2 separate regions of the Mus musculus genome follow, and region 2 is linked to region 1. Evidence: chromatin contacts called from public Hi-C data. All regions are on one chromosome and are shown on one strand. Each heading gives the region's core, a stretch centred on a gene start, on an enhancer-like site or on the middle of the called end of the contact. The rest is flanking DNA. Distances are from core to core; before and after follow the strand shown. Region 1 has its middle 450 kb from the start of Gm40061. Region 2 overlaps Arhgef26 (Rho guanine nucleotide exchange factor (GEF) 26).

Region 1 (3,830 bases), core at 409-2,908:
AGATAGAGTTAAATGGGGATTTTGTTTGAGATTGCACTAAATCCTTAAACTAATTCACATCTCAATAAAATCATTTTCTAATGGGTGATTTTATAAATTTATGTACTTACTAGGATGATAATTTGCTGAAATGTTTTCAGGTATTTTACACAGCTTTCTTCACTGATTTCATTTTTAAAAATAGCTTTTGAGTTCCTCTTCTTGAGTGCCCTCTGCCTTCACAGTGTAAGCCCTGCTCTTGTAATAATTTCAGTACTTGGCACTTAGGCCTCAGTCCCAGTAGTCAAATGCTTTTCCTTCAGTCCACTTTGTTTTTTCACTTTTTTGATTTGACTCATTTTTTTCTCTTTTCATTCAAATACTCTGCCTTGACTGCTTTGAATAAATTAGCAAATCTTCTCCTGGATGCTACTTAGAAAAAAAATCATTTAGAGTTATTCATTACATCTTGAACTTAACCATTTTTAAATTAACATATGTTCTCTGTACATAGTATTGGGTTTTGCAGACAATTGTTTTAAGTATATCATTGACTGTGACCATGTTCACCCTCATCCACACTCTTCTTTCAGTTTCTCTGTCTTCTTTTCCTTCTTGCTTCTCTCCTTTAATTTCTCCCCTGGTTTTATTTTACACACAACACACACACACAGACACTTATTTCTACATATGCTGTATACATATTTTTACTATCTATAAGGACTTCTAGCAATCAGAAATGAGAGAAAATGTGATGTTTGTATTTCTGAATATAGCTTATTTCATTTAACATAATGATCTCCATCCAGTTGTATTCATTTTTCAGTAAGTGATTCAATTTCATTCTTGATGAATGAAGAAAATTCTCTGATATATTTGTATATCTGATATAATGTATATTTTACATGTAAAATTTTATGACATATATTATTGTTTATTATTATTATTATTATTATTATTATATTCTTTTTCATTCACGTGATTTAAGGATAACAGCCAAATTTCCAGGGGGGATGAGATAGGGGGTTTGCAGAGGGGAAACCAGGAAAGGAGATAACATTTGAAATGTAAATAAAGAAAATACTCAATTAAAAAAAACAAATTTCAATTTTTCTACTGTGAGTAGTACTGCAATAAATATGGATGTGCAATTATCTTTCTTAATGTTGACTTAAAGTCCTTTGAGTATGTACCTAGAAGTAGTATATTTGGTTTTTCTACTTTTAGGTTTTGCTATGAGAAATTTGCATACTGATTTCTGTAGTAGCTACATCAGTATACATTACTGTCAGCTCTCCATAAGGTCCCCAAACAGTAATGGAACATTGGTATTGTTGGGGTTTTTCTTACTTTAAAAGCTTTTTAATTAGGTCGAGAATAACTACACTTCCACACAAATATTAATTTTGTGAGAAATATATGTCAAAACAAGTTATGTAATAAATTCATTGAGTCTAATAATAAGTTTAATTTTAAGTGATTGCCTCCTTTTAGACTATTACAGTAAATCCTCTGAGATTTTGGAATGCCAGTAGGTAAAGGTGGATGAACAACTAGTTATGTATTTCCCCTGTCAGGCATCAGACAGCTCATCAAAACCGCTCGGCTACAATCCATGCAAGTTGTTTCTGATGCTGGCTTGGCACAGACTTATACCAGGGCCTGTGTTTCTTGTTAGCATTCCTGGGATGCTGAGTTTGTTAATATTCCACTCACATAGAGAAGCCTGTCTTTTCAAAGGCTTTTCAGCACAACACATCAACACTTTTTTTTTTTCCTTACTTCAAATTATTTCTATTTTCTGCTGAACCTTGCTGGGGAAATTGACATTTTGTGCTATCCAGCCAGTGACTCATTCACACATTTTGTTTTGTCCACAGTGGTTCAGTGCCTCTTGCCATCCTATTAACTAGCATAGTTATTATTCTGGCTTTCATTCACATTGGACGATTAATGCCTGTTCCCCTGCATCTGCAGTCAAGCTAAAGCATTTGCCAAATCTCTTTAATAACCAAATTGCTGATCATAAAGAAGGAACACAAATATTAAGACAATATTTGTCTCACAGCAGCAAAGGATTTTAATGTTATGTTGCTACTAGGCAGAGACGACTCAGGGAGCCAGTTGGAAGTTGAAAGGAGATCTGCTGTTTTATGGAGCTTTTGAAAAAGTATCTCTGAAAACCATAGATTCGATGGTTTTGCATTTTGTATATTAGTTTCAGCTTCTCATTTGTAATGTCTTGTTCTGATGTTTTATATACTGCAACTGCATAATAATTAAATAAAACTTTTAGGTCTTGAAATCCTTGTTGAAAATAATACTTCTAAATGATGCTATCATTTTGAATGACAGAATAAAATATCTATATTTTGATGTTATAACTATATTAAAAGCACATACATTTTGCTTACACATTCATAGTCAATGTATATTTTCCAAAATTCTTTTATTATGAAAATAGCTTTATCTCAATCTTTAGCAGTACCATTGGTTTTTAAATAAATTCGAACGTTTCAAATCAAGGCAGTCATTATATTTTTTTGGATTGTTCTAAAGTAGGAAGAGTATACTTTCCTGTCTCACATTCTCATCCTTGCCTGTGTTTCTTTTCTTTCTCAACACTAGGAAGGCTTTATTACATATCAACTGATAGTAGCTTATACTGTCAACCAATTTTGTTGTTGTTCTTTTTGTTTAGTTTTTGTTTTTGTTTTGGCTTTGGTTTGTTTGTTTGTTTTTTGCTTTATCACCCCTTCTTTTTTCTTTTTTTTTTAAGTTAGATATTTTCTTTATTTACATTTCAAATGTTATTCCCTTTCCTGGTCTCCTCCTCCAAAAACCCCCTATCCCATTCCCTCTCCCCCTGCTCCCCAACCCACCCACTCCTGCTTCCCGGTCCTGGCATTCCCCTACACTTAGACATCAAGACTTCAAAGGACCAAGGACCTCCCATTGATGTCCAACAAGGCCATCCTCTGCTACATATGTGGCTGGAGCCATGGGTCGCTCCATGTGTACTCTTTGGTTGGTGATTTAGTCCCTAGGCGTTCTAGGGGTACTGGTTGGTTCATATTGTTGTTCCTTCTATGGGGCTGCAAGCTCCTTAAGCTCCTTCAGTCCTTTCTCTAGCTCCTCCATTGGGAACCTTGTGCTCAGTTCAGTGGTTGGCTGAAAACATCCACCTCTGTATTTGTCAGGCACTATCAGAGCCTCTCAGGAGACAGCTATACCAGGCTCCTGTTAGTAAGCACTTTTTGGCATCCACAATAGTTTCTGGGTTTGATGACTGTATGTGGGATGGATACCTGGGTGGGGCAGTCTCTGGATGGCCTTTCCTTCAGTCTCTGCTCCACACTTTGTATTTTCTCCCATGAATATTTTGTTCCCCCTTCTAAGAAGGAGTGTATCATCCACACTTTGGTCTTCCTTCTTCTTGAGCTTCATTTGATCTGTGAATTGTATCTTGGGTATTCTGAGCTTCTGAGCTAATATCCACTTATCAGTGAGTGTATACCATGTGTGTTCTTTTGTGATTGGGTTACCTCACTCAGGGTTGTATTTTCTAGTCCACCCATTTGCCTAAGAACTTCATGAATTCATTGTTTTTAATAGCTGAGTAGTATTCCACTGTATAAATGTACCACATTTTCTGTATCCATTTCTCTGTTGAGGGATATCTGGGTTCTGCTGGTGGATTGCAAGCTGGTACAACCACTGTGGAAGTAAGTTTGGCAGTTCCTCAGAAAATTGGACGTAGCACTACCGGAGGACCCAGCTATACCATTCCTAGGCATATACCCAGAAGATGCTCCAACATGTCATAAGGATGCATGTTCCACTATGATCAT
Region 2 (3,830 bases), core at 533-3,032, 610 kb before region 1:
CAGAAGCCTAAAGACAGGAAAGCCATTATTATTAAAGTCCATGGCTCACTCTCATCTACTCTCTCCAGTTACCATATGAAACAAGAGGCATTTGCAACCTACCACACAGGCAGTTCAGACTATTTCCTTTGCCCTGATACCTGTGGCGTATCAAATCCCAAGATATAACGAATCCTTCAAGCAAGCTTCACTGAGTGTACGGGTACTACACTACGCTGGGGTTCATTGCTGTTCATAGCTCTTCATATGATGGAGCAGACAAGCAGAATAAAACATGATCAAGCCCCAAGCAGTGTTCAGTGTGCTGGGAAAGATGCTCCTGAAGCCACATTTGACGACAGAGGAGAAAAGACCAAGTGGAACAGAGACTAACAGCCTTCCCATGGCCACCTAGCTTTGCATGGCACTAGAAGATGCCGTGGAAGACTCCTCATGGGGAGTTACAGCTGAGCCCCTTGATCCTATCCTTTAACTGAGTCATACACATGGTGGGTTTAAACTTGATTGCAAAAAGGTTGCAGACACAGAAATCCAATTTCTCACCACATCTGCCAAAGGCTGGATAAGTATTAGAAAGAAAAGCTCTACAATAACAGCACACAGTGCAGCCTCAACTCTGCTGGCGATCCCAGCTTTTAGGAGGCTGAAGATCACTGCAGCTAGCATGAGCTTCATTACAAACCTTGTCTCAAAAATAAGTATTAAGGGCAATTTATTTTTCCAGCATTTTTAGAATAGAAGTGGTCATTGAGAATACAAGAGATGTTAATCAGACTTGTAGTTCTGTCATCCCTACCCCAGGAAAGTCAGGGCTGGTACTGTTAATAGGTAATACTGTTAATAATAACTGGTGAAGTTAATAGGCTTCGTGTGAAATATCACTTGTTCAGAGTATCAAATGAAGGCTTCTATATTTTGGTCACCCACCCAAGAAGGGCTTGTGGCATTGTTGTGTGCTGTTTAAAATATTCTGCTTCTGGGGGCCAAAGAGATGGCTCAGTGGTTAAGAGAACTGGCTGCTAATCCCCAGCACCCATATAGCAACTCACAACCATAACTCCAGTACCAAGGGATCTGGCACTTCACACAAACATACATGCAGGCAAAACACCAATGTGCATAAAATAAAAATAAATACAAATCTTTAAAACAACGTTCTGCCCATTTCTCCTTAAAATATCTTGTTTGTTTATGAAAGGTACTTTTACGAAAGGTGACTATAATTTGAGTTGGAAGAAAGGGAACAGCACCCCTTGAATGTGAAAGATCATTTTCAGACCTAGAATCTAGATTCAAAAAGGAAAAAGAAAAGAAAAATTGCAACCCGAACTACATTTTCTTATATAGACTGTCTACTTTATGTTGTGATTTTCCCAAAGGAAGAAAGAATATGATTGCCTCTGAGATCCCATTTACAATTCCATCCCATCCTTATACTTCCTGTTGAAATTAAATCATTAACTGAAGCAGGAAGAGGGCAAAGCTCCCTGCCAACAATGCCTCTTTGTCAGAGCCCAGCTCCCGGTCTGGGTGGCTGACAGCACAGCTACATTCATTAGGCTCCCAGCTTCTCTGCAAAAGAAATACAAGAAAGGACCTCTGACTCTTGTTTATGATGGCTCTGTGTATCCTACAGTTACATGAATGGTTGAAAAGACCTTGCGTGCCCCCCCCGCCCCCCACTGATCACATAGTAGATATCTCATCACTGCATACATTGGACCCAAAGGGGAATCCAAATTCTACTGCAAATGCAGGAAGCCAAGGATATCACTTGCTACAGCCTGTTGGCCTGTGGGAACTGCAGCTGTCTGTGCCTCATTTTAATGAAGGTAGACAAAGGGGACTCTCCATCTCCCACATTCTTCTTGAAAAGCCCAGAAGGAAAAGAGATGAGAGTAAAACATTCCTCCCTTGTCTTCTCAAGAAGAGTAAGACTGTCTTTTTCAGAGTGTTATCTGGTTAGCAGTACAGTGACTTACGGTCCATGACAGGCAAACACAGAACACCGTGTACACAACTAAGATGCCCATTCTACAAAATAGTCAGCAGGGTTCTTATGAACAAAAGTGAAAACCAGGAGAAACCTGGGAGTGGGAAGTGGCCTTGGGGTTGTTCTAGCAACTTACAGATACCAGAAAACTAGGAAGGGGCTAATAGGAAGTAGGACATCTAAGATGTTGGGGGAAGGGATTTAGTTAGTAGGACATACATGATATGAAAGTGGTGAGACAAACAGGATAGGAAGTTTAAGTACTGATGGTGTGGAGGATTGGGAAAATAAGGGCATGAGGGAGAGTAGTCAAAGTGACTAGTGAAACAGGCATATTGAAACCAATAAGCAAATTAAAATAAATAAGAGAAGGGAGATCTCCTTCTTAGTGAGAGAATGCTCCTCCTAGAACCATGATTATTAACAGGAACCCCAGTATCACATGTAGATCTCTATCCCCATTAACACAGGGGCAGTGAAACCCTGCCACCAGACAGAAAAACAGGTAAGATAGAAACAGAGTCAACACCCACCACCTCCAGTAAATCTCACAATTGAAATGGTAGGCATTAGAATCAGTTCCCTGACAATCAGTCATGTAGAATAAAAACCTAGAGTTCTCCATGCTAATAAGGTATCTAGATAGGCTCGGAGTATCTAGTCAATGAACTTCCTTTCCTGGGCATTCCATCCTGCAGGAGGTATTTAATCTCTGGTTCACCCTGGGGGTGATCCTTTGTTGTAAAGAATGCTGCCTAGATCCCAGAGAAGGCCGGCCTTCCTTTCTTCCAGTCCCTCCATACCTTGGCACTCATTGGGAAATTAGTCAAATTCCTTCAACCTGGGCTCAGCGTGGGTAGCGGACCTGTTCCCAACTTCTCAAAGTTCACAGCAGCATCTGGGTACACAGGAGTTTAAGAAGCATAGGATCTGTCCCAGATCTCTTGCCCAGAAGAACAGACTGAGACCTCTGTCTTAGACTGCATTCTGCCTTCCCTGAGCGGCATATCTGCCAGCATCAAGGCACAAATGGACAATGTATCATGACTGCAAAATACAGGGAAACAAAGGCAGAACAAAGCAGAAAGCATCTTCCCTGCTGACTAGCTTTCATAATGCTAAAGAGTGCTCTACAGGCTACTAGGAGAGAATGGCACCAACTGTGAACCTTATGAACCAACAACCAGGCAAGATGTACTCACTACTGAAATAATGGCAAAACCATTACAGGGGCAACCATTGTTCTTTGATTGGATTCAGGACTTGTTCCGCAAGAGAAAATTCATGACTTATAGTATGAGCCTAATCAAAACCCTATAACTAGGGAAAACATAGGCCATAAGAGGCCTTAAGAGGCAACCTACTACTGCTGTTTAGTTAAACTGACACAATTGTCAAACTGTTGTCTAAACATGTTTATACCCATAGACAAATGCTGCTTTCAGCCTTAACTAGAGAAGCTTCTCTTCACAGTACATGTACATGAATTCAGAGATGGTTGGCTGCTATATTAAGGGACAGTTGAGTGGAGAGCCCTATACCACCACTTTATGGCTCAGAATATACTGAAGGAGAAAGTGATGGAAAGACGGGACAGATGATGGAGAGGTAGAAGAGCTGTAGAATGCAACTCCTAGGCATCATGTGGCCATTGCAATCATGACCCCAGCAGCTGAGTTGCCTTCACTGGGCTGGCACAAGGCTAAATCTGTCAATAGTCATGGCCAGAAAGGGGGATAACTAGAGAGGCACTGCCCATCTCCACTGAGCTATTGGCCACTGCTGGGTTCTGGGTGAGAGCTACTGGTCAATCTGACAGGATCCATTGGATATTCCA

Evidence for each region. Hi-C and Micro-C count contacts between places; a contact is called where the count stands out from the background.
Region 2: a Hi-C map of neural progenitor cells shows a contact between it and region 1, with 1.8 times the contacts expected there. The contact joins two enhancer-like sites. A contact is called at or near these places in 2 of 484 Hi-C or Micro-C datasets (the HL-1 cell line and neural progenitor cells) and 1 of 115 datasets of contacts at active chromatin or transcription factors (astrocytes).

What each region holds. Positions count from the first base shown.
Region 1 is chr3:61,844,814-61,848,643 of GRCm38.p6, reverse strand. No RefSeq gene overlaps it. Among named protein-coding and RNA genes, the nearest start is that of Gm40061, 450 kb to the right of the region's middle. Within about 2 kb of position 1,658, at least 24 of the 459 cell types and tissues checked have an H3K27ac peak or open chromatin away from gene starts, as enhancers often do. A contact at or near this core is called in neural progenitor cells, where this site is marked.
Region 2 is chr3:62,452,058-62,455,887 of GRCm38.p6, reverse strand. The region is part of intron 11 of Arhgef26 (Rho guanine nucleotide exchange factor (GEF) 26); the gene reads right to left. Among named protein-coding and RNA genes, the nearest start is that of Dhx36, 53 kb to the left of the region's middle. Within about 2 kb of position 1,782, at least 45 of the 459 cell types and tissues checked have an H3K27ac peak or open chromatin away from gene starts, as enhancers often do. A contact at or near this core is called in neural progenitor cells, where this site is marked.